7 separate regions of the Mus musculus genome follow, and regions 2, 3, 4, 5, 6 and 7 are each linked to region 1. The links are chromatin contacts, called in public Hi-C and promoter capture Hi-C maps. All regions are on one chromosome and are shown on one strand. Each heading gives the region's core, a stretch centred on a gene start, on an enhancer-like site or on the middle of the called end of the contact. The rest is flanking DNA. Distances are from core to core; before and after follow the strand shown. Region 1 holds the start of Rbm15 (RNA binding motif protein 15). Region 2 holds the start of Fam102b (family with sequence similarity 102, member B). Region 3 holds the start of Ddx20 (DEAD box helicase 20). Region 4 holds the start of Inka2 (inka box actin regulator 2). Region 5 holds the start of Prpf38b (PRP38 pre-mRNA processing factor 38 (yeast) domain containing B). Region 6 holds the start of Rap1a (RAS-related protein 1a). Region 7 holds the start of Stxbp3 (syntaxin binding protein 3).

Region 1 (3,875 bases), core at 769-3,268:
ACATAAATATTTTTATGACAAAGTCTCGTTATACAGTCTTGGCTGGCCTAGTATTCACTATATAGACAACTCTGGTCTTGAATTTACAGAGATCTGCCTGCTTCTGACTTTCAAGTGGTAGGATTAAAGGGGTACACCATCATGCACTGCTAAATAAATCTTTAAAAGAATTTTTTTTCCCAGTACTAGGAATTGAACCTAGAGCTTCACATAGGTGTCCAAGGGTCCTGAGCTATGTCTCCAGACTTTTGTGTAGGGGTGGTTTTAAGACAGAATCTCACCAAGTTACCAAGTTACTCTAGCTAATGAAGAAAGCAATTGTGATCCTATCCGCAAGAGCAGCTGGGATACAGGTGTTCCAAAAGCCACATAACAGCTACTTTTAATATACAAATATGTCTATGCTTTATAGTATTTTGCGGTTTATAACTTACATATTGAGCTTCTTTCAAATCTTTTTGCTGTGACCAAGAGAGTTTGGCCCAACTGTTCACCAATTTCAGGGTTATATACCAACAAAACAAAACGGTTGAAATAGGGCTAATCAGGTTGCTGTATCTAATCTTCAAGTAGCTTATAAATTTAGAATTCAAGTTTTGGGGAAGGGCATTCTTATCACCTTGTAAAATGTCCTGTTTTAAAACACATTCTCTACTCAGTCTTAGAAGATGTAAATACCAAAATCTTTCTCATCTCTCCTAGGTACATTTTTGGGAAGACTGCAAAAAGCCTATTTCCTCTCACCAGGAGGTAAACGCTAGTGGGATAGACTACGCATCTAATCTCATGATCACCAGTATTACATAAGCTTAAGAGATTCAGGTGCATGGGGTCGCAGAGGTGGGAGACGGGAGGCGTTTAGACGGGAATCACGGTTAAAGGAGTCAAAGGAAGTGGATATAGGAGGGAGCAAGGTGGCCATGTTACTGGGTCCTACTATGGATTAATCGGAGTGCTGGAGTCCTAGAAACGAGATAAATGTAGTGTCCGCACAGTGAGAAGTGTGACACATTAAAGCAAAGCACAGCTATATTATGTCTCACACATCTTTTATAAATGCAAACCTTACAGGGATTCACAACATAAAGCAGGAAGCAAAAATCTGCAAGTGGTCCTGCAGGTCGGACCAGTAAGTGGGCTTGCAGGACACTGCGGGCCCTAAGGCGGCCACTGAGACTGGCCAGGGCTCCGCGGCGCTGTTCCCTGTGTCCGCGGGCGGGCAGTGACTCGGTACCGCCCAGGGCGTCAGCGTGACCCGAGGCTCTGTGAACCCTGAACTCACCGCCCCAGCGGGCCGCACAGACCGGGGCAGGCGTTTTCTCGCGCACGGGGGTGGGGCTTTTTCAGGCAGCTAACTAAGATGGTGTCGGCTGGACTGTCCGGGACAGCTGCCTAGGCGGATCGAGTGAGGGCCAGCAGCCGGAAGGACCACCGAGCCCATTGTCCCGCCCAGACAGGACAGTGAGGAGCCCGCAAGTTCCAGACTCGAAGGACCGAAGCACAGGCAAGTACGCCGTAAGGACCTAACAAATGTTTAAGAGAACGCCGAAAGCGCGGGGAGGCGGGCCTGACTCACTGTCACCATCTCGCGACAGCAAAGTGACGTCGCACAGCAAGCGCGTGGTCTTAGTCTTTCACCTTCAGACGCCTCAGTTTATGGGCCTACTCCTTTAAGTGAGTGATGGACAGCGCTTTTATCCAATCATGTTCCTCGTCAACATCCAATCAGATTTAAACTTTCTTCAGCCGCCGGAGAAGTTGGAAGACTGGGGTCGAAAGAGAGCGAGCGAGTGAGCGAGTGAGCGAGCGAGCTCTTTGTCTCTCGCGAGATCGGAGAGAGCCAAATTCTCAGGAAAAAACGCCTGAACTGATGTCCAGACTTCCCGATAGTGATTTAAAAGACGTGGCCACAAACCAATGAAAGGGAAGAGAAGGTGGGATCGCTGCGTTCGCCGTGCTAGAAGTACCGTTACAGGGCAGAGTTTTTGTCCAATCAACGCTTCTAGGCTTTGGGTCAGGTGACCATGAAGTGCGAGGGGCGGAGCTACAGCCTGGCGCGAGGAACCGTTAAGATAGACAACGAATATAACCAATGAGGTACTGGGATTAGGGCGTTGGGAACCCAATAACAGCGTCGGGGCGGGCGCCTTCCCGGAGCGCGGGGAGATGTAAAGACGGACAAATAGTTTTTCCAATGAGAAGGCTGAAGAGTGAATTAATTGACCAATGAGGTCTGCGGGGCGGGAGCCTTTGCCGCGGCGGAGTCCAAGATGGCGGCGTGCGAGTCCGCTGTGTGAAACGAGCGCGGGGTGGCGGGTTAGTCAGCTCCGCAGAGACGACCTCCGGCGACCCTCAACAATGAAAGGAAAGGAGCGCTCGCCGGTCAAGCCCAAGCGCTCCCGTGGCGGTGAGGACTCCAGTTCTCGTGGGGAGCGGAGCAAGAAGTTAGGGGGCTCCGGCGGCAGCAATGGGAGCAGCAGCGGGAAGACGGACAGCGGCGGGTCGCGGCGGAGCCTTCATCTGGACAAGTCCAGCAGCCGGGGCGGCAGCCGCGAGTACGAGACCGGCGGGGGCAGCTCCAGTAGCCGCTTGCACAGTTACAGCTCCCCGAGCACCAAAAATTCCTCAGGCGGGGGCGAGTCGCGCAGCAGCTCCCGGGGTGGAGGCGGGGAGTCACGTTCCTCCGGGGCCGCCTCCTCCGCGCCCGGCGGCGGGGACGGCGTGGAGTACAAGACCCTGAAGATCAGCGAGCTGGGGTCCCAGCTGAGCGACGAGGCGGTGGAGGACGGGCTGTTTCACGAGTTCAAACGCTTCGGTGATGTAAGTGTCAAAATCAGTCACCTCTCAGGTTCTGGCAGCGGGGATGAGCGGGTAGCCTTTGTGAACTTCCGGAGGCCAGAGGACGCGAGGGCGGCCAAGCATGCCAGAGGCCGCCTGGTGCTCTATGACCGGCCTCTGAAGATAGAAGCCGTGTACGTGAGCCGGCGCCGCAGCCGCTCCCCGTTAGACAAAGATGCTTACGCCCCGTCATCCAGCGTGGTCGGGACCTCAGTCGGTAGCCACCGGCACGCCCCTGGAGGAGGGGGAGGTCAGAGGTCGCTTTCCCCTGGAGGTGCTGCTCTGGGATACAGAGACTACCGGTTGCAGCAGTTGGCCCTGGGCCGCCTGCCTCCTCCACCCCCGCCACCATTGCCCCGAGAGCTGGAAAGAGAACGAGACTATCCGTTCTATGACCGGGTGCGCCCGGCCTACAGCCTGGAGCCGAGGGTGGGAGCTGGAGCAGGTGCGGCTCCTTTCCGAGAAGTGGATGAGATATCACCTGAGGACGATCAGCGTGCCAACCGGACACTTTTCTTGGGCAACTTAGATATCACTGTGACGGAAAATGATCTCAGAAGGGCTTTTGATCGTTTTGGAGTCATCACAGAAGTGGACATTAAGAGGCCTTCTCGAGGCCAGACCAGTACCTATGGCTTTCTCAAATTTGAGAATCTAGACATGTCTCACAGGGCCAAACTTGCAATGTCTGGCAAAATTATAATTCGGAATCCAATCAAGATTGGTTATGGTAAAGCCACACCCACTACCCGACTTTGGGTGGGTGGTCTGGGACCCTGGGTGCCTCTTGCTGCCCTGGCACGAGAATTTGACCGATTTGGCACCATTCGAACCATAGACTACCGTAAAGGTGACAGTTGGGCATATATACAGTATGAAAGTTTGGATGCAGCTCATGCTGCCTGGACCCATATGCGTGGATTCCCACTTGGTGGCCCAGATCGTCGCCTCAGGGTAGACTTTGCAGACACAGAACATCGTTACCAGCAGCAATATCTTCAGCCTCTGCCCTTGACCCACTATGAACTAGTGACGGA
Region 2 (3,875 bases), core at 801-3,300, 1.7 Mb before region 1:
CTCTTTCTGACCCACAAGGCAGCAAAATTCCCCTCGCCCAAGTAGTAGTCTGAATCTTTATTTCTCCTACTTCTTCACCTGGAACACCTCCTACTTTCTCCCAAATCCTAGGTAAAATCCATAAAGCCATCACTTTATTCATTCAGTTCATCACTTCTTATTCCAAGTTGTACTTCGTTTAAATTTAGGACTTTTTTCTGTCTTAGGTTTTGCCTTTTTTAAATTGTTATGTAGTGTTATTCTTGTGCGGGGTGTGAGAGGTGTGTGTATGTGTGTGTGTGTGTGTGTGTGTGTGTGTGTGTGGGTGTGTGTGTGTGTGTGAAAGCATGCATGCCATGGTGGTGTTCGGGCCTCAGAGGACAACTTTGTGAAGCTGGTTCTCTTTCCACTTTTCCATGGCTTCTCAGGATTGAAGTCACACTGTGGACGCTCCTGAGGTCCGGCTTGCACTGAGGCTCTTTACCCACCGACATTTCTCTGCAGTCCAGTTTTGTCTTTAAAAGGTCTAAAAAAATACATTTATTTATTTATTTATTTATATAATGCAAGTGTATTTGTAGGTGTGCATGCCTTACAGTGAACCTATGGATGGAGGTCAGAGGCCAATCTGCGGGATTAGCTAGTTGCTTCTTTCTGCCATGTGAATTCCAGGGATGAAACTCATGTCCTGCAAGTTCCTTTAACACTGATCCATCTTGGCCAGGCCAGGACTTTAAAATTATTACAAGCAGGTTTTGGGTTTTGGTCATGGAATCTATCTAGCCAGTAACTGGTGGTTTAGGCAATTAAAATATTTTATATGAATAAATAAATAAATGGGCTGGAGAGATGGCCCAGCAGCTCCAAAGGGACTTGGTTCACTTCTCAAATCCACAGGGCAGCTCACGACTGTCCCGTTTAAGAGTATCAGACACACTTTATGGTCTTTGCAATTACCAGACACACATGTAGTTCACAGGCCTGTAACACAGGCAAGAGACCCAGACACATCAATTGAATTTTTAAAAAACGTAAAGGAATGATCTACAAAGAGGATTCTTTTGAACTACACCTTTTCAAAAATTAAAAAGGCCAGATGCCAGGCTGGGGATGTAGCTCAGTTGTGAGGTAGCTTGCTAGCATGCATGAAAGTCCTGGGTTCGATTCCTAGAACTGCATAAACATGACATGGCGGCACATCCCTATCACCCTGACATGGGGATCACAAGTTCAACATCATCCTTGATTACATGGGGAGTTTGAAGCCAGCCTGAGCTAGAGACCTTGACTACAAACCAAACCAAACAACAGTACCTAAAAACACCACCACCCCTCAAAAACAGTACGCAATTAAATTGATAACATACGTTTTAACAGTAGATACTGTGTGGGGGGGGGGGGGACAATTGATATTCATCTAAAAAGAATTTTTTAAGTATGCCTTTAGAATCTGACTTCATGTGTTCACAGTATGTACAGATTTTAAAGGGGAAAGTATTTTAACTCCTCTGGTCCTTTTTCTTTCCTGGGTGACAGAAATTAAATAAACAAGCCATCAATGACGGGAAACACAAGGCACAGCCCCTTGCTTGGGCACTTGGTGTGGCCACAGCAAATTTTAATCTTTTCCTTTCTCCTAGCTGACTTTCATCTAATGTTTAAGAGCTAGTGGGGTTTAGAGACCCTACAGAAGATTTTTAGGTTTGGGATTCTATTTGTCTCTATTTATCTTCAAACCCAGAGGCCGTGAAATCACTGGAGGGGGAGGGGAAGAAAGGGGGGCGGTGCAAACCCAGAAAGGAAAGGCGCAGAGGAAGCTGCACAAGGAAGCTTTTTCGGCTGGGTTTGTCTTTTTTTAACCCCGGGGAGGCGTGCCGAGCTCGCTGCTGTCGCGTGTTAGCTTGCCCAGCTTCCCCGGCGGGGCGCGCGCCCGCCCGGAGCTCCTCCGCCCTCCGCGGACCGCCCGCTTCCGCGCTGGGTGCGCTTCCGGCTGCGGCCGCTGGGGGCGCCCCGGGCAGGGAGGCGGCAGCGACCGTTCTCCTAGCGGCGCCTCTCTCTCTGCTCGCGATCAGACGGGCGGCGGCGGCGGTACGGAAAGGGCGCCCACTCCCCGGGCGAGCTGCAAGGCGACCGCTCCTCGCGGGCGGCCGGGGTCCGCGCTGCAGCCGCCGGTGCTCTCAGGCCCGGGCTGCCGCGACAGGCGGCCCCGGCTCCCGCCGACTCGCGGCGCCCCCCGGCTGCGCCCCCACGCGCCGCTCGCGGCCCGGGCCATGGGGCTGGGCGGATCCGAGGCTCGGCCGAGCTGAGGCGGCGGCGCCCGTCCGCGCAGCCCGCTCGCCGGCGCCTGGCCCTCACGATGATGAAGAAGAAGAAGTTTAAGTTTAAGGTGGACTTCGAGCTCGAGGAGCTCTCCTCGGTGCCCTTCGTCAACGGGGTCCTCTTCTGCAAGATGCGGCTGCTGGACGGCGGCAGCTTCACCGCCGAGTCCTCCAGGTAAGGAGCCTCGGGAGCTGCTCTCCCGCGGCTGCCCGCAGGCAGGGGCTTCTTGCACGGCCAGCATCCCTTTCTATGCTTGGCCCCTTTGCTCTGTCGAGCTGCCAGCTCGGTGAGCTCATCGTCCTCCAGAGACGAGTCTGAAATCAGCCAGAGCATCGAACAAACGGCACCAAGTGCTTCGCAGTGGGCTGGGCTGGTTGTCCCGCGCGCCTATCTTCAGGTGGCCCCTGAGTCTGCTTTCCCCCCAGTTCTTCAGGAACGGTGGAGACACAGAAAGGATGCTTCTGGTTTGTCCAAAGACATTTCCCATATTTGCAAAATCCAAAGTAGACCGTAAACCTTAGAGAAGCGAAAATGACCCAAACTGTTACAGTCCAAGAGCTCCCACTCGGAACCGCCTGTGGTTGACGTAATTACTGAGACTTTACTGGGACTTAGGGTGGCCACGATAGAGCTTGGGATACGCCTGGTCGGGCTTGTCTTGAGTCAAGCGTTCCTGGCAGACGAGACTATGTAGTCTTTGGCTTGCCTTAGAGCTATGTCTCCAGTTAATGTGCTTATATTCTCAATTACCCATCTTCAAGTGGCCACTAGTGGGTCTCAGTGAAAGACTTAGAATCAAGAGAGCCCAGACCTTATCCTCCATGTCCTTTTAAAATGAGCACCTAGACACTGGGAAAGAATCTGACAGCAGGTGACAGAACGCAGCCATGTATGGCAGGATTCCTTGAGTAATTTAAGGGCAGGTTACACATTGATAGATTTGCTCTTAGATATTTTTCTCTACAGAAAAACAAGATACATGAAAGAAGTTTTGGAATGAACTTTTAAGTTCTTAAAGTCAAGGAGAAGGGGCTAGTCGTCAATATATGTTTTGTCTACGTAAACTTCATTTTTACCCTAAAAAATATTCTTTTTATCTGCTGTTCCATTAATAATGTAAAGGAAAAAATGTCAATGGGTTGTGGGACGGAAGCCAGAAAACTGCCCTCTCTGGCAATAATGAATCCCGTGGAAGCCAGGAAACGCCAAATTGCCTAAATGAACAGATGTACGCGGCACTATTGATCCTCAAATTTATTTTTAAAAATCCACTGAGGATAATTTTCAATATTTAACTGTGATGACAAACCTGTAGACATTCAGCTAATTGATTATACAACCATTTTAACACTGCTGTCAGAGAACAATGAACTGTGGAGAGGAAAAAACTACATGCATACATACATACACACACACACACGCGCGCGCGCGCGCGCGCGCGCGCGTGTGTATGTGTGTAAAACTTCCTAGCTCTTGCAATGGAAATCCTGAACACCATGCGGGGGTCAAGTGACAGCCTTACTCTGAGGCCTAGACAAAGTTTTCCTGGAGGGTTCTTTTCCCCCTCCCCCAAGTTG
Region 3 (3,875 bases), core at 954-3,453, 1.6 Mb after region 1:
TACTTTCTCTGTTTCATTTGCGTTGCTTCTCTGTCTGCAGAGCATCCCGCTAGAAGAACTTCATGGCTCACGTTTATAGGAGCCCATTTCTCTGTTTTTCTTTTTGGGTTTATAATTGTGAAGCACGGGGCACAGATTGAATACCTGAAGACACAAGCAATGATCCTTTTAAAGATGTCATCTGTTGCTTACTACCCTACTGTAACTTTATTTATCCTCTCATTACCTTAACAAAAAGTGTGTTTCTAATGATTCTATAAATGTGAGAAAATATCTTGAAAAGAGAAAGGAAACGTAATGGTTAACATTACCTATCCAATTGACAGGATCTAGCATTACCTGGAGATGGGCCCTGGGTGATTATCTCTGCTAGGTTAATTGATATGGGAAGACATCTTAATAATGGCAGGGCCATTCTCTCTTGGGGATCCTGGCATGTATAAAGTGAAGAAAGCTTCACACTTGCAAACATCCACTGTTCTCCGCTTCCTGAAAGTGGATGTAACGTGACCTGCCACTTCAAGTTCCTACTGCCTTCACTTTTCCACCATAATGGACTGTATCTTCAACCATGGTCCAGAAAACCAAAACCAAACCCAAACCCAAACCCAACCCAAACCTTCTCCCTAAAGGTGCTTTTGGCACAGCAACAGAAAAAGAGACTGAGAGAGAGGAAGAAGTGAGGAATGAGTTTCACTCTTTAACTGGGAGTGTGGTTAGACAGTGAAGTGTTTGTGTAGTATGCCAACATCATGGATTCAACTCTTAGGAAAAAGAAAGATAAAGGAAGTAATTTCTGTGCCTCTGAGGTTCATGGTCTGGACAGGGAAGCCCATCTAGAAGGGTTTTGCAACAGTTAGGATGACCAGAAGACCCAGGGTAGATACTATGGAGATGGTAAAGGAGTGGATGAGACATTTGGAGACACAAGTATTTGACAGTAGTTTGATAGAAAGAGGGTGAAGGCAAAGCAAAAAGGAATCCTCAGATTTGTCATCTGTGGATTGGGTGGGTGAAAGATGTGGGCAACTATGAGGAAGCTTGCGATCTTTAGTTCCTCTTCCTTCATTTGGATAGTGGACGTTTGCTTAGTGCTTTGTTAATTTCTAAGCAAACATGTCTTAGTTAGGGTTTCCATTGCTGTAAGGAGACACCATGGCCAAGGACATTTATTGGGGTTCTTTTACAGGTTCTGAGACTCAGTCCATCATCATCAATGAGAAAAGTAATAAAGATATGCTTACATTTGGAAGCATGACTAAAGCTTTGTTCTAAGAGCTCTTTCAAAAAACAGTATTTAGTACGTGCCAGATTATGTTTCTCCTACCAGAGACAGAAGGGAACAAATCAGAATAGCTTTCTGTCCTCATGGAAAGTGTGTGTGGGGGTGGTGGTGGGGGGTGGACAATAAACATTTTAGGTAGTTGTATCATGAAGAACCTGACCAGGTATGGTGGCACACACATGTCATCTCAGTATCTGAAAAGTTGAGCCAGGAGGATTTCCAATTTGAGGCCAGCCTGAGCGGCATAGGGAGACTCTGATTTAGAAAATAAACAGACCAACTAACTAAGCCAATCAAACCAAATAATCAAACTCGGGGATAGTGGTGGGAATAATGGGAAAGGCCAGGAAGCAGTCAGGATGGAAACCACTCAAGATTTCAAGAAAAGCCTCTTTGACAGGGTGACACATGAGTGGGTCTAGAGGAAGGGAAAGTGGTGTGCTAGTTGCCCACCCCATAACGGAGGAAGGGCACACAAAAGATCCGTTGGACCCGAGACGTCTATTAGCCTAGGGTTTCCGAGAGAGCGATCAAGCAGAGCCTAGGAGTTGGCGTGCAGTCCAGGTTTCCACTTAAATATCAGGAGACTTCCGTCACGCGACAGGGTACGGATCGCGAAGACTTCGGCGTGGCTACAGCCGAGCTTGACCCAAGGAGCCGACTCCAAGCCCAGGCGACGGCGACCGATTCGCGAGCTGCGTCACAAAGCGCGTCCTGGGCGCTCGGGTCTGGAGCCCCGCCGCGCGGCCAGGCACTCAGAGCCGCGGGAGGCCGGCAGCGGGCGGCGCCCACCAAGGGCACGCGGCGCCCTCTGCAGGCCGCAGGCGGCAACACACCGGTAGCCTCATCTTCCCTCGCTCTTCCCGCCTCTTTCTCAGGCTACATTTTTTTTTTTTTTCTGCTCCCTCCTAGAGTGACAGCCTCCGACTTCCGTTCTTCCCCTCCGCTTCCAGGCGTGTCCGTGTCTTCTCCGGGAGGCTGCCAATAAAGTTTTTCTCCTTCTCGCTCCCAGGAGCCCCGCCTCAAGTCTAAATATCGCGAGATCTGGAGGCGCGGCTACCATGGCGGCGGCGGCGTTTGAAGTCCCGGCGGCCTTGACAACCTCCGAGTCCACTATGGCTGCGGAGCGTGCGGCCGCGCCGGTGCAGGCTGTGGAGCCGACTCCGGCATCCCCGTGGACCCAGCGGACCGCACACGACATCGGCGGGCCGCGCACACGTACCGGGGACGTGGTGCTGGCGGAGCCCGCGGACTTCGAGTCGCTGCTGCTGTCGCGACCGGTGCTGGAGGGTCTGCGGGCGGCCGGCTTCGAGAGACCCTCTCCGGTGCAGCTCAAGGCCATCCCGTTGGGGCGCTGCGGGCTCGGTGAGGACCGGGGCCGGCCGGCGGTGGGGGGAAGGAGGGGACGGCGTGGCCCCCGGAGAGCTCCGGCTCCGCGCCATCGCGGGGCTAAGCCAGGCTCTAAGGCGCGCAGTTGAATTTGAGGGTAGGACTTTCTTCCAGCATGGAGTCCAAGTTGGAGAAGGTGAGCGGCAGAGATTCGGGGCGCAAAGGGCTGGGGAGGTAGCTCGGTGGTTAAGAGATTGGGGCATCAAGCACACCTCCTGCGCGTTTGAGAGTCAACCAAAAATACAGGTGGCAACTAGGTCCTCATGGCAGAGAACCTCTTCATTCTCCTTTCTCGTATTTGGTATCTGGTGGCATCAGTAAATCTAGGTAATAATATGTAATATATATAATTTTTTTCTTCCTCAGATTTAATTGTCCAAGCTAAGTCGGGCACTGGAAAAACTTGTGTATTCTCCACCATTGCTCTGGACTCTCTGATTCTTGAAAACTATAGTACTCAGGTGAGTCTAACTCAGGATCCGGAAGGGGGTGTGTAGCACGTGACTCTATTGAGAGTCGTGACAAACTAGTAACTCTTCCAGATGGTGAGTTTGAAGAGGCCGGACCAAAGCGTATGCAAGTTAGGGAAGTAAACTAGATGGTCACGTCGGTGAGTTGTGGCCAAGGCTACGTCCAGTATTTTAAAGTTGGAATTTTCTGTTATAAGTACATCTCGACCATTTGTCAGTTGGAATCGTACAATTAAAAATTCATTTACTTTCTGACTAGAGTGGGATTAGACATAGAAGGTAGAAGTTCTGGATTAGTAAGTACTGTGCTATGGCAGAAATTTCAGGTGGTTCTTAAAGCCTTGTGTATGTGTTGTATTGATCTCTCATTTTCTAGGTTGCCTCGGGATATGGTTTTAAGATTGTCCTACTCAGCTTTGGGTTTGGGGGATCATTCTTTAAAAAGCTTTGTTTAGCCATTGTTACATATAAATACTATAGTAGGCACTAGGGATTAAACAGTGAATAAGATGTGATCCTGACACTGTCGTCTGGAGTGTGTAGTGATGGCTGACTTCAAAAGGGGGCTTTTGAGATGGTCGATCTTCAATGTGATTCCTTTAAACCCAGGATTCTTGTATTTGTTGTCTAGAATCTTTGAGTTCTATATCCACGAAACCGTGGGAGATAATGAATATACTTTTTAAAGTACATTGGCTAATTTATTTGAGATTTAGGATGTGTTGAGAGTT
Region 4 (3,875 bases), core at 703-3,202, 1.6 Mb after region 1:
CATGCCAGGAACACCCACAGACCCTCTATAGATGCTTCTCCTGGTGTGGTGGCATGATCCCAGGTGCCAGGCACAAAGAGGATAGATACTATTAGAATCTGTTCTTTTCTCAGCATGGGCTTTGATCCTCAGCCATGATCTTGGTCTTTCTGGTACTGGCCACGTGAAGTGGGACCGTGAGCAGGGGACTTTATTTATGGTCCAAGACCACCATCCCAAACTAGCATGGCATGCATATGTAAACTGATAAGGTACAGGACCTGGTACAGTTCGGAAGAGCAGCAAAGACGTGTTTTGGAGCGCTAGTAACTTTCATATCTGCATGTCATCACAGAAAGGGCTCAGAGGGAAGGACTAAGGAAGTGAACTATAACGTGAAAAGGCAGTCTCTTGGACCAGACCGGACAAGACTAGGGCCAGGTCGTCTTGGTCAGGAGCATCAATGAAAGCACCTGCTATTCTACTTCTGCTTCCTCTCTCCACCCTACTACCACCAAAGCCTGCCTGTTACACATTGCCAGGCAGGCAGAGTGGAATCTCTGCAGCTAGGACTGGAAAGGTTATCTCTCGGGATCTTAAGAAGCCTGAGCTGGGCACTCTCTGAATCCAGATCTGCCTGGGTGACCTGACTGAATAGAAGAAAGAAGGAGCTAAGTGAGCCAGGAGGGCCTACTGCCATGGGAGATAAAAATGAAGGAGACATTGAGAGGTGGAGTGGGAGGTAGAAGCTAAGGCAGTCTAGATGGAGAAGGGACGGGCGGAGCTGAGAAAAGACGCACATTACCTACCTATCTGTCTGAATCCTGGTGGTAAAGGAAAACCAGAAGGGAGGGAGAAAGGGAGGGAAGGAGGGGAAGGAGGAGGGAGAGGGGAAAGAGGAGAGAGAAGAGAGACAAGAGGAGAGAGAGGCAAGAGAAAGAAATCAGAATTCACCTGGCTTCCCTAACACAGCCTTAACAGTCACTTATCCCTCTTCAGTGATTCATCCCCCCACTCCAGGGTAGCATACTCACCCTCAGCACCCCGAGGCCCCGCACACTCCCAGCGCACTCCCCAAGCCCAGACCTGACATCTGGCCGAGCCTCCACAACTCCCGCTCCGCGATCTGCCAGGCGGCACCCCTCCTCCCCCGTCATTACAGCTGCCACCCCCCTCCCTGCTGGCAGACAAGCCCGGGCAGACAGCCGGCCAAGCCTGCCCCCGCAGCCGCGCCAGCTCTGCCAAGCCCAGCAGAGCTGGGGGCCCCGGGCGGTGCCAGCTCCCCACGAGCGAGCGAGCAGTCCAGCCTGACCTCCTGCACAGGGCAGGGACCTGTCTGCGCGCTTCAGGAGCCCGGCACCCGACCACTGGCGCCCGATGCCTGTGCCTGTCATTCCTGCGACTCTGGACACTTGAGCCTTACTCCGTCCGTGTGCCTGTCCCCTCTGGGTGTGTCCTCCTTTCTCTTCAGTTGTTCTGTCACATTCAACTTATCTGGGTGCTCTGACTCCCTGTTACTTGTCCATATCTCATCAGAAATCTTTGCCAAAGTTTGTTACCTCTGAGCAACGTCCCTAGCCTCTACCTACCAGTTGGCATCCTCTCTCCTCTCCTCTCCTCTCCTCCCCTCTCCTCTCCGCTTCCGCCCGGTGCACGGAGCGCGGGGGGGGGGGGGGGGGGCAAGTCAGGTACCTAGGTCTGGGTGGAGCAGTCCTCCCTGTCCCCAGGCTCCTGCTCCGATCTTACCAGCTCCTGTTTGAGGCGACGCAGATAGCAGTCCATGTCCTTGCTCTCCTTTGTCATTCGCCCATTTGCTGGGCTCGGGCTCACGAGAAAGTAGGGTTCTCAGTGCGCTCCGCGCCCTTATCCGCGCTGAGCCGAGCCTCAGCTCCAGCGTGGGGACTTAGAGCGGCGTTCCCCGCTGCTGCCGCTCAATGCCCGGGATAGGGGCGGAGGAAAAGTGCAGCAGCCAATGAGAACTCAGAAGGGGTATCTTCGGCCAATGGGAAGAGCGGTCGGGGAGGGGGGGTGCTCGGGCCTGGCGACCCGAGAAAGTCTGTCACCGGCCTTGCAGACAGCAGCAACTACTGGGAGACTCGCAGAGGTCTTGATTAGGTTCTGGGTTCTGTGGGGCATGGAACTGGCAAAGCCCCCAGTCAAGTGCATTCATTGTCTATTATAAAGGAAGAACGCAGTTTTAGGATTGAGGACTAGGACTAGGCAGGAGGGTCACAGTGTTGAATCTTAACTCCTTTCAGAGAAGAAAACGCTCTCCTTTGCCTTCCCCTTAAATCCCTCAGAAGCCTTTTCTTTCTAAAGAGGGTCCTGGAAGTTCACGGCTCCATTTCATCTCCTCCGGGCCCACTCCTCTCTAGCGCTAGCGGAAGGAAGCGGCTTCCGCTAGGTCTCAGCTGGTGTGGCAGTCTATTGTGTTCAAGGTAGACCTGGTGATACTGAGTAAGAGAGACAAGGTCTCAGCCTTGCATAACTTTTATCGTGGAGGAGAAGGAACTATGAGACAAACAAGTAAATATGAGGATAGTCACTTCAGAGAGCGAATTTTAATGGAAGATTTAAAGATGGGGTGTTGGGAGCTGTTTCAATAGAGTTGGCAGGGAGTGGAGAAACAGGCCTTTCCCTTCCTAGAACTCCCTAATGCTGGCCTTCTTGAATAGGGGAGAAGAGGACTTGAGGACGCTCTGAGGATAGTTGACAGGCATTTCCCTGGTACCCATGCAGTAACTCCTAGGGGTGTAAGGGGTGGAGTTGGGGCACAGCGAAAGGGGTGCTTCTGCAGGCCAGTCCAACTCGATACTTCTAAAGCCGGCCTCCTGGCCACTTGCCTGACTTAAGTTACCCTCGGTGAGCAAACACCTCACCATTCGGCCTGCCAGAGTAATTAGTAACAATTTGCTTTGCTTTGTTTCAAGAAAATTAATAGGGGAAAGTTTGCCCCTGGCAAGATTTTGGTGGTCTGTGTGAGACAGAACCAAAAGGATGCAAGAGAAGCCGCGAAGGGAGAAAGCAGACACTGTGGACATTCATTTGATGCCAGCCAAGATCACTTCTTCAAAAACATTTAGGGGGTAGGTGAAGAACTTGGTGACTGTGACTATGCTCCTGGCCTATCTTCTCACTCCTCTTCAGAGTGATGTGCCAGTCAGAAAGTTAGGCTGGACGGTGTTGGTGCTGTTGAATCAGTTCAAGAAAGTAGTGGGTCAGAGCAGCATCCTCCACCATGACCCTCCTAGGAAACAGAGGTGGGTTCCCCACCCTGAAGCCCCACCCCTTTTACACAGTTATATCTTCACCCTGCAGAACAGCAGCCGGTTGTAAGGAGCTCTCGGTAAACATTTGCAGATCTGTGGTTTTCTCCATCCCTGAAACCTGGGCATGAACATCTTTGGAATTTAGGGTACTGGCTGTGGTTGAACTGCCAGGAGAGGCAAGCAGTCTGAGCTCTTGACAAAAATGTAGCACTGTGGTTGGGGCAACAACTCAAATGCTTTCCTGGGCCTCAGTTTCCCCTGCATATCATTTAAACCCTTGTGAGTCTAACATATCATACTCCTTACAAACCTCTCTGCCTTTTTAAAGATTTATTTTTATGTATGTGTGTGCCACATGTGTGCAGGTACCCTGGGAGGCCAAATGAAGGTACAAATCCCACACCCTCCCCCTGGAGCAGCTGTTTACAAGCAATTTTGACTCTCCTTCCTTCCTTGTGAGTGCTAGAAATGGAACTTTGGTTTTCTGGAAGAACAGCAAATGCTCTTAAGCACTGAGCCATCTCTCCAGCCCTACAAAACTGCCTTTTGACGACCACCTGCAAAATAGTCAAGACGTAAGAATACATGTCCCATTGTGCAGGTGAAGAAAACAGCATTAGCAAGGAC
Region 5 (3,875 bases), core at 800-3,299, 1.6 Mb before region 1:
CTTTCTAATATTCTATTTCTATTTCAACCACGTGTCAATGGTCAGATTCTTGGAGGTAGGATACAAGAACCTGGATACTTCAGCAAGGAGCCCTTCGTCACTTGCAAAATGCTGATTTTCGATTCCTATGCAGGACTGCATATGGAACTGACTTCCCTCTGAGGACTGATCAACAGGAGTCAGCATCAGGGTGAACTGGTTTCTACTCATTGCCCATCCCTCCCCCCCCCAGTGCCCCCCCCCCCCCCTCAGTCTCCCGTTTCAGTCTCTGTATGTGCTGCTGAAACTAAGATCTGCTCGGAAACTTCCGAACCCAAAAGTTTCCAGGAAAGGACGACAGTATGCGACCAACGATTGGAGTTTGGCGATTCGCACGGCAGGCTGCTCACCTCATGGCATTCAGGAGCAGAGGAGCACTAATGGAATTATTCTGGCCATTGCTGAAGAATGGACTGAAGCCAGAAATAATGCAAGCAATACAAAGTAGACGTCAAGGTCATATTTAAAATTATGCATATGAACTATTTTTCTTTTTTCCAGTGATAGGGCTGAAACTCTTGCTTGCTAATGAAGTCTCTACCTTTGAGGAACATCCTCAGCCCCTAATGCTCATATCCATGAATGAGCACAGGAAAACACGTTTCTGTTGGGATTAAACCAACGTTGCCCATGCTAGCTAGGCACCTCGTCTACCATTAAACTACACCAATAGCCTGATTTTTTTTTAAGTCAGATTATTATACCAGTCTAGTCTTGGCCTCTTGATTGTTCTGCCTCAGTCTCTGGAATGTAAATTTCCTTTCAGACGTAGCCATCAAAACCAACCTAGCCTGATTTAAATACACACACACTATAAGGATGTGGGGTAGCCTTTGGTAAGCATTAAGTTCCTAATGTTTCATCCACACATTACAGACATTTTATTGCCACTACTCCCCACGAAGCACAGCTCCCAGCTTCTTGCCAACTGTGCTATTTTCCATCTCTAAGCCTGATTTTGCTTTCTATGCTTAAGCCATTCTTTGCTCAAATCAGGCTTATTAGATGGTAAATAGTAGATGATGGTCAAAGGCTCCAGCAGCCTCTTAACTCTCAAACACTATTAATCTTAAATTATTAGTACCTTTGAGAACAGATACCCTGATTACTTTCCCACCTTTTCTCCATCTCCATTCCTCACTCCCTTTTCTAAGGCCTAGCCCAGTGCAGCGGTACCATAGAACTAGCATCTCACTACATGTGGTAGCTCAGGACCCAAAATCCCAGTATCTCGAAGGCTGTGGCGTAAAGATTGTCTTGTGTTTGAGGCCAGCCTGAGCTACATGCTAGCCTCAGCTATAGTGTGAGACCCTAATTGAAAATTAAAAAAAAAAAAAAAAAAAAAAAAAAGGTGAGTCAATGGAAGCACTCCACGTAGGGTAGCAGATTTTATGTTTTTTGTTATTTTGAGATTGGATGTCTATGGAACTTGGCTTCAGAATCACAGACCCGTCTGCCCCTTCCTCCCCAGCACTGGAAATAAAGCGGGCGCCACCACACCCAGTTGAGAGTACTTTCTTTAAAGCTCACAACCCAGTTAAAATATTATCCTAATCTTAGGAGAAAAAAAATTTGGGGCCGTCTACGACTTCCGGTAGGACACTATTACCTCTGCGAAAGCCTCAAGGACTCTATCGGAGTCAATTCCCTGACTCTAGTCCTTTCTGGAGAATCTAACAAAATTAACTCATGAGACTTCGACCGCTCCGCAGGAGCAGTCACGCATCCGTCCAGAACACAAGTGTCACGAGACCCTCTTCCTGCCTCGAGAAAAATCAAGCAACGGATGCAAACTCTAAAACATAGCAACTGTGTCCAGACCCCCTTCCCCCTGGGCCAAAGTCCCAGGAGGAAGCCACCAGCCCGGCACACAGACCACCGGAGCCGAGCCAACACGCAACGACCTCGCGCAACCAGGAAGAGGAATAGCCTGCACACACGGGCGGCTCTGATTGGCCACGGCCTTAGCTCGAACGCCCGGGCGTATGGCGTCACTTCCGCTGGCCCCGCCATCTTGTTCCCAGGGGCAGTTGGCGGAAGAGATCGAGCTCCTCTGCTGCCCGTTCTGCTTTGCGTCCGGAGTTCTCCCCGCCTCGTTTTTGGCGTCCGTCTCGGGCCCGGGCTCCCGTGTGTCGGCGTCCCAGTTGCAGTTTCCCGCTCGGCTGGGGCACAACGCGGCGGGCTCCTTGCCCCGACGGCCTTCCATGGAGTAGGTCCGGGACCGTTGTCCCGAAGAGCGCGATCGAGCTTGGCCTCCCTCCTCCCGCCCGCCCTCCTTCCTTCCTGCCGCGGCACCATGGCCAACAACAGCCCCGCGCTGACCGGCAACTCGCAACCGCAGCACCAGGCGGCCGCGGCCGTGACCCAGCAGCAGCAGCAATGTGGCGGCGGCGGCGGCGCCACCAAGCCGGCGGTGTCGGGCAAGCAGGGCAATGTGCTGCCGCTGTGGGGCAACGAGAAGACCATGAACCTCAACCCCATGATCCTCACCAACATCCTGTCGTCGCCTTACTTCAAAGTGCAGCTCTACGAGCTCAAGACCTACCACGAGGTGGTGGACGAGATCTACTTTAAGGTACGCATCCTCTAGGCCGCGTGTCGGGGGTAAGTTCGCCAGAGCGGGGTGTCGGATACCGTGGATGCACCCCCTTTCCCTCCCTCCTGAGACCCGCGGATTTGGGGGAGGGGGAAAGTTGGCGGAGGGAGAAGTGAAGCTTGGGGCTGGTTTGGGACGGGTCGGGCTAGGGCCGCCCTCTTTTTTTCCTTTTCAGGTTTTGTTTTTTTTGTTTTGTTTTAATAGCCGGGCGAGCCCGCCACAATCGATCTTTAACCTACCCCAACCTCCTGCCTATCCCTAGGGAGCTGTTGGGCAAGAACTCTAGGGGAGAGGAGAAAAGTAATACCAGAAGCCTGTCCAAGTTCACCATTTTTTAAAAAAATGACTCCTTTTTACCTGTGTCGACTAAGCACTAACTCGGTGCTTCTGCCGCTGCCCCCCGGGCCAGCGGAATTACTGAAGTAATTACTTCAATGTCGGCCTCGTGCTCTTCGTTAAGCTCTCCAATCCCGACAGAAATTGGCCAGTGAGTGTGTCGGGTGGGCCGGGAGGGTTGAGGGTGGCGTGGAGTGCCAGGGCAAAAGAGGTGTACAGAAGGCCTGGAAATTTTTCCCAGCAGGAAGTCAGGAGTCGAAGGTGTCAGCCACCTGTGCGTTGGGCATAATTAGAATGCTCTGGGCCCTGGGCTTCTTTCTGCGGCAGGGTCGGTGCTGGCTTGGCTGTGCTGGGGAGCTCACCTGGCGCCTCCTCACTGCACTCTTGTCTCAGTTCTTGTTTCGTTAGCAGGATTGACTCAGTCTTGCAGCGAGGCTCGGAGCAGCCCAGGGTCGCAGGTAGAGGTATGCACTATTAATCATGCTCAATCGCCAATAAATGCATTTCCCTGGTTAAATGAATGGCTAATTAGGTTTATTTTTACCGGTTTGGTGTTGGGCCATTGATTTTGGTCTCACTAACTAGAGTCTCCACTTCCCTACAAATTAGGTAGTTTAAAAAATAACCTTCCAGGCCTCCGAGGTTAATTTATATTTTAATGAGTATTAATAGTCTTCATGTCTTCAAGCATTTTCGCTAGAGCATGTAAAGTAAAACACATCCAATTTTTCTTGTCTTGACATACACGTGGAGATGTTAACGAAAAGAGATTCTGTATATTTTACCTACTTTTCTCCCAGCCACTTGTTCAGGTTAATGAGAGATTTTTGAGGTACTAATTGCTTTTTATAGACAAACCTTTTAACTTTGTATATATAAAATATACACGTACTCTTGGTGTTCT
Region 6 (3,875 bases), core at 403-2,902, 1.5 Mb after region 1:
CCATTCCCACTACTGACTGTTGCTAGGCTCAGCCAGCTCCTGGCTGTCTTCCTCGCCTCTCTTTCATTCTCTCAACACACCCCAATCAGACATTTCTCCATGTGATAACACTGGAAGGGTTTTCATTAAGCTTCTCAACAAACTTCAGGCCAAACTTGGTCAGTGGTTAAATTCCCAACTCTTGACTGAGGATGAGGCTCAGTGGCAGTTTGTCTAGCATGAACCAATCAGGGTGGCGGGGATGGGGACTGTGGGGTGGGGGTGAGGCAGAGATTGAGATTCAATTGTCTTCTTAGCTATTTCAGCAGTAGGCAAGGGAACTGACTGATCACTCCCTCTTTTCTAAAACAACTCCCTAACAACTTCCTTCCTTCCAAGGGGTTCCTCTAACCTGACTGTCAACTCTGCTTATCTTTAACCTCTAAGTTTCTCTTGGTCCTCTCTTCCAGTTACTCCCCATCCCTAAGAGAGTTTATGTAGACCGGAGGGTCAAATCATCTACATCCTGATGGATCTCAAATTTATATCTCAGACTCATCACCACTGAACTTTCTCCATCCCCCATAAAACTGAACTCTCAATTTCTTTGGTCCCAGCTTTGTTCTTACCCTATCTTCTCTCTTATTAAATGATATCAGTCAGCAGGCCCCCAACCTAAGATTCATTCCTAATTGTTTCGTTCGACCCTCTGCTTTCTCAAGTCTAAATCTATTAAAATAGGTTTAATAAAGCTAAAATAAACAAAATCTAAAATAAAATAACCACTCTTGGCCAATTGGACGAGAATAGCCACCTTAGACTTCCCCTGTGAACATTCGTGCTTCAGTTGGATATTTTACATACACAGTGAGACTCACTCCAGTTCCCGATGGGCCTGAAACTCATTGTGTAGTCCAGGCTAACCTCAAACTCGTGGCAATTCTGTTCCTGTTTTCAAAATGCTGGGATTCCAGGAGTAAACCACCACGCCCTGCATAAAGTTAACCTTTAAAAACATGAACTAGATATAGTTGTTTCTGGGCCCACCCTCTCCTCGGGGCTTCCTGTTGTCATTACAATGGCCCAAAGGCTCCACCGGGTCTGGTCGTTTGTCCAGATCTTGGCGCCTCAGTACTCTTTGGCCATAGACTCTACTTATCTATCCATCCTTTCGCTTGCATTTTGCTAGTTGTGAAATATGGAAGACACACCCCACCTCGGGGTTTGTGGCTGATTTCCTCTCAACCCAGGAAGGTATTCTTCTCATCCAGCCTCTTTTGGATAGGCTCGTTTCTTCATAGCACGAACAAAAGCATGCAAAGCCCTCCCTGGTGACCTGTGAATTTTGCTACTCTTTTTGTTGTTCGTGTTCCCTCTCCTGGGTCACGAGGATGAGAGCTCTATAAGTGACTTTCCCTATGTATGCCTAGGCATTGGGGACCTACTAGGCACTCAACTAACAGCTGTCCCATGGTTGCATCCCTTCAAAATTCTCTTTCTGATTTTTTTTTCCCTTCCTCATTTCAATGTTGGCCTTAACCACCTTCTCAAAGGCAAGGCCCCAGTTCCTGTTGGCACACTATGCCCCCCACCCTTTGAAGAACGGCTCCCTTAAATAGATTCCGGACACAGCGGGGAAGGCGGAGACCAGGGCGGGGGGGGCGGGGCCTGCGTGCTGCGTGCGTGCGCGTTCCGGAGGCGCCGCCGCCGCCGCTCCCGAGGCCGCTGCTCCTGCCGCCGCCGTGCAGAGCCCGAGCCCGAGCCGCGGCCGAGAGGAGGGAGGAGGAGGAGGTGGAGGAGGCGCCGGGCCGCGGGGTGAGTACGGGGTGCGAGTGAGGGGCGCGGACTGGCCGCACCTCGGTGGCCTATTCTTAACCGTCCGCGAGTCCGGGGCGGCGGCCGGGGGCCCGGCGGGCGGGAGGGGCCGCGGCTGAAGGCCGGAGCCAGCCACGCCCGCGGACCGAGGCGGCCCGGCGGGGCCTGCGGGACCGGCCGCGAGGGGCGGGCCGCGAGATGGGACGCGTGTCCGCGCCCGCTCGGCTGTCGTCCCCGCGGACGGAGAGGTGCGGTGCCCTCCGCGCGGCCTTTGCCCCGGCCGCCGAGCGCTGACACCTCTGTGTCCCACTCCGCCGCCAGCCCGGGTTCCCGCCCTCCCTGCCCTCTGTATTCTGCCGCTTGCCATGTGTTCGCCTTTGCAGCGTCGCTCTCGACTCTCTGATATCTGCTGCTACCCCTGAATTTTGTCAGGAAAGAGGCCACGGTGTGATTCCGGTCTTCCGCCCACCGAGGGCGTGTGAGGAGTGTGGGGTGGTGGGATTGTAGCTTGTCTCCTTACTCAGAAAGTTAAGGGCAGTGTCTTCTGCTGAGTTGTGTAATTGGCTGTTGTAAGGAGAAGAGCAAGGAAGGACAGTTGTGTCCCCCGCGTCCGCCCCCCCTCCTATCTGAGATTTCCTCACAGGATAGAAAACTAGAGTTGAGGGGACCTTTCATGCCTTGGAAAAAGAGCTACCGCTCAGAAACTGTGAGTGTATTGCCGTTGGGAAAGGAAAATCGTTTTGTCGCTGCTTTGAAGGAAGTACTGTGTAAGAAATGGAATAAAAGGGCAGGAGGTTAATGGGCCAAGCGGGACAGGTACCAACCGCTGTTGTCTGCTTCTTGGGTGGCTGAAGATACTGTTTTTATTAGAGTCAAAGTGTCGACTCTCAGAATTAACCAGGGGAGTTAGCCTTCAGAAGCGGGCGGTTAGAAGAGATGATGCTGGAAACAGGATTTGGAAACTTTCTTTGAGTTTCCTGTCAGAGTGTGTGGGGGTAGATATGCCTGTGAGTACTTTTTTCTTTTGATGTAATTGATTTCTGTAACACTTTGGTAGAGTAAGTACTAGATTAGGTCCCAGACTCTTTCCTGTCTTTATGCTCTTCTGTAACACTTTGTTTCAAAATTAAATTTACATTTTCGGATATTCTTTCTTAGTGTGACTCTTGTTTAGTTTAGTTCCTTGCTACTTCAGGTTCTGTTATGATTGTGTTCGTTAGCAAGGATTATACCTGTCCCAGCATTTGTCGAATGAGTTGAGTGGTCTGTTTACACATCTCTTATCTTTTTGAGAGAAATCTTTATGTTAAATGTTGCATTCCGCTTCCATTATAAAAAATGTCATTCTTAACCATTTCTAGAACATGGTGATGCATATGAACTCTTCCTTTGCCCAGGAAAAACAAAACAGACATTTATCCCCAGAATGTTGTATTCAGCTTCTGGTCTCCTCTAAAGCCACCCATAGACACCGATCTTAAAAGTGAACAGAGATCTCGATGTTATTCAGTTTCATATTAAAACTTTGCAAAAGTGCACACTTTTTGTGGCCTCAGGTGTGATCGTGCTTTCACCCTAAATTCTGAGGATTTTGGAACAAGGTTTAAAATTGATTTCAGTTTTATGAGGAAAAGTTCTCAGGAACCTCTCTCCCCTCCCCCCAATCTCCTGTGGCTCAGTGGTGTCACTGAGGAAGACCTTGAACCACCAACTCTCTTGCCTCGACCTCCAGAGTGCTTGGATCAGTATAGACTTCCCTGGTTTATGTGGTGTTGGGATGAAACCCAGCTTCATGCAGGGAACTTTTAGCAGTCATTTTGTTTGTAGTGTTGAGGAGCTAATCCAGAGCCTCAAGCAGGGTTGGCAAGCACTTTGCCCCTGAGCTATATCCCCGGCTCTAACCAGTAGCCATTTTTAACCAATACTCCCTAGTATATTTTGACCCCTCTAAACTCATAATCATGACTAATCAGACTTTTGTATAATCTATGTTTTAGTAATATGAGCATTTGAAAATCAAATAATTTCTTTTTTTTCCTCTTCCAAGCTTGTTCATATGTGTGGTCTTCATGTAGTCAGTT
Region 7 (3,875 bases), core at 587-3,086, 1.5 Mb before region 1:
GCAAACAGAATCTAAACGCATCTTGAAGGGGGAAATAAAGGCAATCCTATTATAGGGAACACCCTGATACTGTCTTGTTATGAAAACGATTGCTTTTATCCACCATGGATGGAGGATTCTAGAGATGACCTATTCTAACTGACCAATCCCAAAGTAATAATACAGACTTTAGCATAATCAAATATTCTCTAAAGGGGTCTAATAGTGGAAATCACAGGTGTGCTAAAATAAGAAGCAGAAAGGAAGACTCATCAATCACCTCGATTGAACTTAGCATACCCAAAGGAACCCTGTGTGTAACTAATAGTTTGGGGTATAACCTCTGGCTCCATCTACCACCAGATAGATAGTCAACAAGGAAACTCTGTGTCAGAAAAGATCCCTCTTACCTGTTACTTAAATGTAATCTTGGTTGTCAGCAATTTACCGAAATGTGCTGTTTTAGTATCTCTGATTCTTCTCATACTATTGACAAGTATTGATGGAGAAATAAATAAACAAAATCTTTCAAACAAATGTTGACCGACAACATGGCTAAGATGGCTCTCCCCTTCTTTGGCCTGCTAATGTTTCTACTGGCTACCATAATTGGGCCCTGCATCCACCAAACAAGGCTAGAATCATTGCCACTTGACAACATTATTAAAGACAGTCCCCTATCAAGGATTTGAGAAGGACACAAAGGTCAAGGGGAGAATGAGAAACCTGCCTGACTCCATTTTTAAGGTAGGAGACATTTTGTTGTATTGTTAAACACAAAGTTTCGTTTATTGTAAGAGTTGAGTTTCTGTTTTTAAGTTTCTGTTTCTTGGAACCTGCCCTGCACCACCCTGTGACCATGACTTGTTTTTGAGAACACTTTGACCCTCCCTTATCACTAAGTACTTGGTTTTTGTCCTTTTGAAATTTTCCTATACTTCCCAACTGCCCTGTTGTCTTGCTTCTGTAACACTGTTTTGCAACTACTTGTTATTTTGCTCCTTAAAAGGGACTCTCAGCACTTCTCTCTCTAACCCCTAATTGGCCAGGTCTCTGGTGCTCCTGGATATAATAAAGCTTGCTTCAATTTTAGCTCTAAAATTATGGTAGTGGTCTTACTCCTGCCTTGTGGAATTAACAATTCTAGGAATCGTGCTCTATAACTTAAAATGTAAAATTCTTCATAGGAATAAGAGGGTCTCTCATTTCTTAGACTTTTCTGAAACTCTATCACAGTTCTGGGAACACTGGTGGTTACCTTACAGCTTAAATAATCAATGATCTTCAAAAATTATTAAAATGAAGTTGAGAGGGATAGACTTCCCATATGGCGGTTGAACAGGCTTCTGAACAGTATAGTTTGAATTGCTTTGCTGAATGAAACATTATTTTGTAAAGCATAAAGTCTCCGTATTGGGGATGGCAGGATGTGTCTTGACAACTTAGGTTCCATCCCAAGACCCACACTGTGGAAGATGAGGTCTTCTGACCTTCACCTGCGAGCCTTGGTATGCACACATGCATACATACACACAGATAAATGTAAAATAAAAAAGACCCGGTATGTATAAATTCATAATTGTATAAATTGTGTTAGTTCACATATTTGCTTTCTGATGCCAAATTGGACACTGAGATATGGGTTATAGTAGGCTTCCGCTAGGGGGCGCCAGACAGTGCACAGAAGTCTGACCACACTACGCAGCCGCAGTCCAGGCACAGGCGGGACACGCCCTAGTTGATGCGCGTGACGTCACCTGAGGGCGCGGCCCGCGGAGGGGGCGGAGCCTCCCCACCGCGAGGGGAAGGGCCCGCCCCCGAGCGCAGCTTTCAGGGCCAAAGTAGGTTGCGAGTGGGAGGCGGTGGCTGTAGCTCCACGGCTGGGGGAAGATGGCGCCGCCGGTATCGGAGCGGGGACTGAAGAGCGTCGTGTGGCGGAGTGAGTGCGGAGGGGTCAGGGATGAGGCCGGGAAGGGTCGGCTGTACGGGGGTCTTCTTTCCCGCTGCAGCTCTGCAGCCTCTCTGGGAGCTGCATGGGCACTTGTTGCTTTGGGACCAAGTCCCTGGCTTGACTCCTTCCGGCTTGCCCAGAGTCGGGTTTCGTGCCAGCACCAGGGATGGGCGGGGTGGCCAGACGCGGCCTTCTCCGCGGCTTTGGCCAACTCTCACCCCGGTGAGGTTCTTCCGCAAAGCCCCACCCTTGGGCGACCTGACTCGGGCCGACTTTCCCTCCCAAGTCCCTGTGCTGTCCCGGGACAGCTCTTCCCATTGCACCCCCCTCGCCACACCAGGCACGGACGTCTCTCCATCCGACACAGTCTGAGCTCTGTGTTACTACTCTGTCCCGCCCTCGTCCCCGTGTTTTCAGAAGCCGCTTGGTGTCCCATATTCATGTTAGCACCGAGGGTTTTTACTACCATCCTTTTCAGTGTCTTGTCCTTTAAAAAGTGCAGGCGTAGCTTTTCAAGAGCGCCTTCTGCCACTGTTCCAAGAGAATATGACTTGCTTTAAAAAAAAAAAAAAAGAGTTCTTGAGAAAGCAACAGCGGACTGTTAAAGTTTTATCTAGTATCCGGTCCCTGCATAGTCTGCTCCTTGTGTTACAATTGGTCTTCTTGTTGGTTCGACCAACTTTAATGACTTTTATTAAAATGACACCAAACCTAGGTCTGCCAGGTTAGAAGAGCAATGAAAGCAGCAAACCGGAAGGACCTTCCTTGTTTGGCATCTCTGGGTTCTAAGTAATTATAGTCTAGTAGTAGAAAAGGAATAACGTCTTATTAGTGTTTCTTACTCCGACTTGGGGAACAAGGAACAGAATAGGAATTAGCCAACAGAATTCTGCCTTCAAGAATTCCTTGTATAAAATTAAAATCCAAAACAGTACAGGCATGGTGTTTACCATATAGAAGGTACTAAATAGATAAGTAGACTTTGTGAAATACAAAATTATCCTTTCATATTTATTATTTTCAAATTTATCCTTTCTGGGGGCCTGCAAGGTGGCTGAGTGGGTAAAGGTGCTTGCTGTCAAGCCCAAGGACACGAATTGCATCCCCAGGGACCCACGTGATGTAAGGAAAGCACTGACTTAGGCAGATTGTCTATATTGACTCTCATACGAAAGTGGGTGACAAATTGTGCTGAAGAAATTACTTCTGAGTTATAATGGCACCTTATATCAGGGCTTATGAGAAAAAGATACCGTTATGCTAGTAACGCCAGTATCAATAGCATGAAGATAACAGGCTTTCCCTGTTCTTGTTAACTTAGGGTAACACCAGGCTCACCACATGGAGAGTAGAATATAGATAGGCAGGCTGGATGAAAGGAAAAAGATGTAAGGCTGTAAAATAGTCTTAGGACCGCCTGTAACTCGAAACACACAACCAAAAGACAAGAATAGCCCAAAACATATACACATTAAGGGGCTGAAGAAATGGCTTAGCTGAAAAAATAAGAATAGGTCACCTTTCCACAGACTGACGCATGGCGTAACAGTGCACATACAAAGGAATACATGTCTTTTTTTTTTTTTTCAGTAAACGTAAGTACAATGCTGATATATTTTATGCTACTGCATCTTGGAAACACGCTAAAGAAAAAGCCAGTCACAAAGGGCATAGTATGACACCATTCATGAGAAAAACATCCAGGACAAGCAAATCTAGAGAAACAGGAACTCCTTCCTGTGTCCCAGCCTGGAGAGATGGGATTAAAGGGATGGGGTTTCTCTTTTGGTTTTTGTTACTGTTGTTTTGCTTTGGTTTTTGGGTTTTTTGAGACACCTTCTTGCTGTGTATCCTGGGTTGTCTTTAAGCTATGTAGTCTGGGCTGGCCTTGAACTCATAGAGCACCTGCCTCTGCCTCCTGAGTCCTGGAATGTGCCACCACACA

What was found. Promoter capture Hi-C pulls out the DNA fragments that hold promoters and counts their contacts. Hi-C and Micro-C count contacts between places; a contact is called where the count stands out from the background. Capture Hi-C pulls out chosen DNA fragments and counts their contacts.
Region 2: a contact with region 1 is called in a promoter capture Hi-C map of pre-B cells, with 6 times the contacts expected there. The contact joins the promoter of Fam102b here to the promoter of Rbm15 in region 1. A contact is called at or near these places in 3 of 39 promoter capture datasets (cranial neural crest, liver and pre-B cells) and 1 of 115 datasets of contacts at active chromatin or transcription factors (pancreatic cancer cells).
Region 3: a contact with region 1 is called in a promoter capture Hi-C map of pre-B cells, with 7 times the contacts expected there. The contact joins the promoter of Ddx20 here to the promoter of Rbm15 in region 1. A contact is called at or near these places in 11 of 39 promoter capture datasets (the C10 cell line, cranial neural crest, embryonic stem cells and 7 more), 8 of 484 Hi-C or Micro-C datasets (CD4 T cells, CD8 T cells, the G1E-ER4 cell line and 3 more), 7 of 115 datasets of contacts at active chromatin or transcription factors (astrocytes, embryonic stem cells, extraembryonic endoderm stem cells and 3 more) and 1 of 9 other capture datasets (liver).
Region 4: a contact with region 1 is called in a promoter capture Hi-C map of embryonic stem cells, with 3 times the contacts expected there. The contact joins the promoter of Inka2 here to the promoter of Rbm15 in region 1. A contact is called at or near these places in 5 of 39 promoter capture datasets (embryonic stem cells, erythroid cells, hippocampal neurons and 2 more), 1 of 484 Hi-C or Micro-C datasets (the G1E-ER4 cell line), 3 of 115 datasets of contacts at active chromatin or transcription factors (astrocytes, extraembryonic endoderm stem cells and trophoblast stem cells) and 1 of 9 other capture datasets (adipose tissue).
Region 5: a promoter capture Hi-C map of liver shows a contact between it and region 1, with 4 times the contacts expected there. The contact joins the promoter of Prpf38b here to the promoter of Rbm15 in region 1. A contact is called at or near these places in 3 of 39 promoter capture datasets (liver and pre-B cells), 1 of 484 Hi-C or Micro-C datasets (CD4 T cells) and 1 of 115 datasets of contacts at active chromatin or transcription factors (embryonic stem cells).
Region 6: a promoter capture Hi-C map of liver shows a contact between it and region 1, with 4 times the contacts expected there. The contact joins the promoter of Rap1a here to the promoter of Rbm15 in region 1. A contact is called at or near these places in 7 of 39 promoter capture datasets (HPC-7-derived erythroid cells, embryonic stem cells, hippocampal neurons and 3 more), 1 of 484 Hi-C or Micro-C datasets (B cells), 5 of 115 datasets of contacts at active chromatin or transcription factors (differentiating embryonic stem cells, embryonic stem cells, extraembryonic endoderm stem cells and 2 more) and 1 of 9 other capture datasets (liver).
Region 7: a contact with region 1 is called in a Hi-C map of erythroblasts, with 8 times the contacts expected there. The contact joins the promoter of Stxbp3 here to the promoter of Rbm15 in region 1. A contact is called at or near these places in 1 of 39 promoter capture datasets (pre-B cells) and 1 of 484 Hi-C or Micro-C datasets (erythroblasts).

Annotation. Positions count from the first base shown.
Region 1 is chr3:107,331,432-107,335,306 of GRCm38.p6, reverse strand. Rbm15 (RNA binding motif protein 15) reads left to right here and starts at 2,018. Exons shown (of 2, transcript NM_001045807.1): 1 at 2,018-3,875. The coding sequence starts at 2,227.
Region 2 is chr3:109,025,782-109,029,656 of GRCm38.p6, reverse strand. Fam102b (family with sequence similarity 102, member B) reads left to right here and starts at 2,050. Exons shown (of 11, transcript NM_001163567.1): 1 at 2,050-2,472. The coding sequence starts at 2,336.
Region 3 is chr3:105,685,899-105,689,773 of GRCm38.p6, reverse strand. Ddx20 (DEAD box helicase 20) reads left to right here and starts at 2,203. Exons shown (of 11, transcript NM_017397.3): 1 at 2,203-2,650; 2 at 3,041-3,135. The coding sequence starts at 2,347.
Region 4 is chr3:105,702,676-105,706,550 of GRCm38.p6, reverse strand. Inka2 (inka box actin regulator 2) reads right to left here and starts at 1,952. Exons shown (of 2, transcript NM_175398.4): 1 at 1,726-1,952. The coding sequence starts at 1,782.
Region 5 is chr3:108,909,903-108,913,777 of GRCm38.p6, reverse strand. Prpf38b (PRP38 pre-mRNA processing factor 38 (yeast) domain containing B) reads left to right here and starts at 2,049. Exons shown (of 6, transcript NM_025845.3): 1 at 2,049-2,614. The coding sequence starts at 2,336.
Region 6 is chr3:105,799,158-105,803,032 of GRCm38.p6, reverse strand. Rap1a (RAS-related protein 1a) reads left to right here and starts at 1,652. Exons shown (of 8, transcript NM_145541.5): 1 at 1,652-1,794.
Region 7 is chr3:108,838,463-108,842,337 of GRCm38.p6, reverse strand. It overlaps Stxbp3 (syntaxin binding protein 3), which reads left to right and starts at 1,836. Exons shown (of 19, transcript NM_011504.1): 1 at 1,836-1,918. The coding sequence starts at 1,870.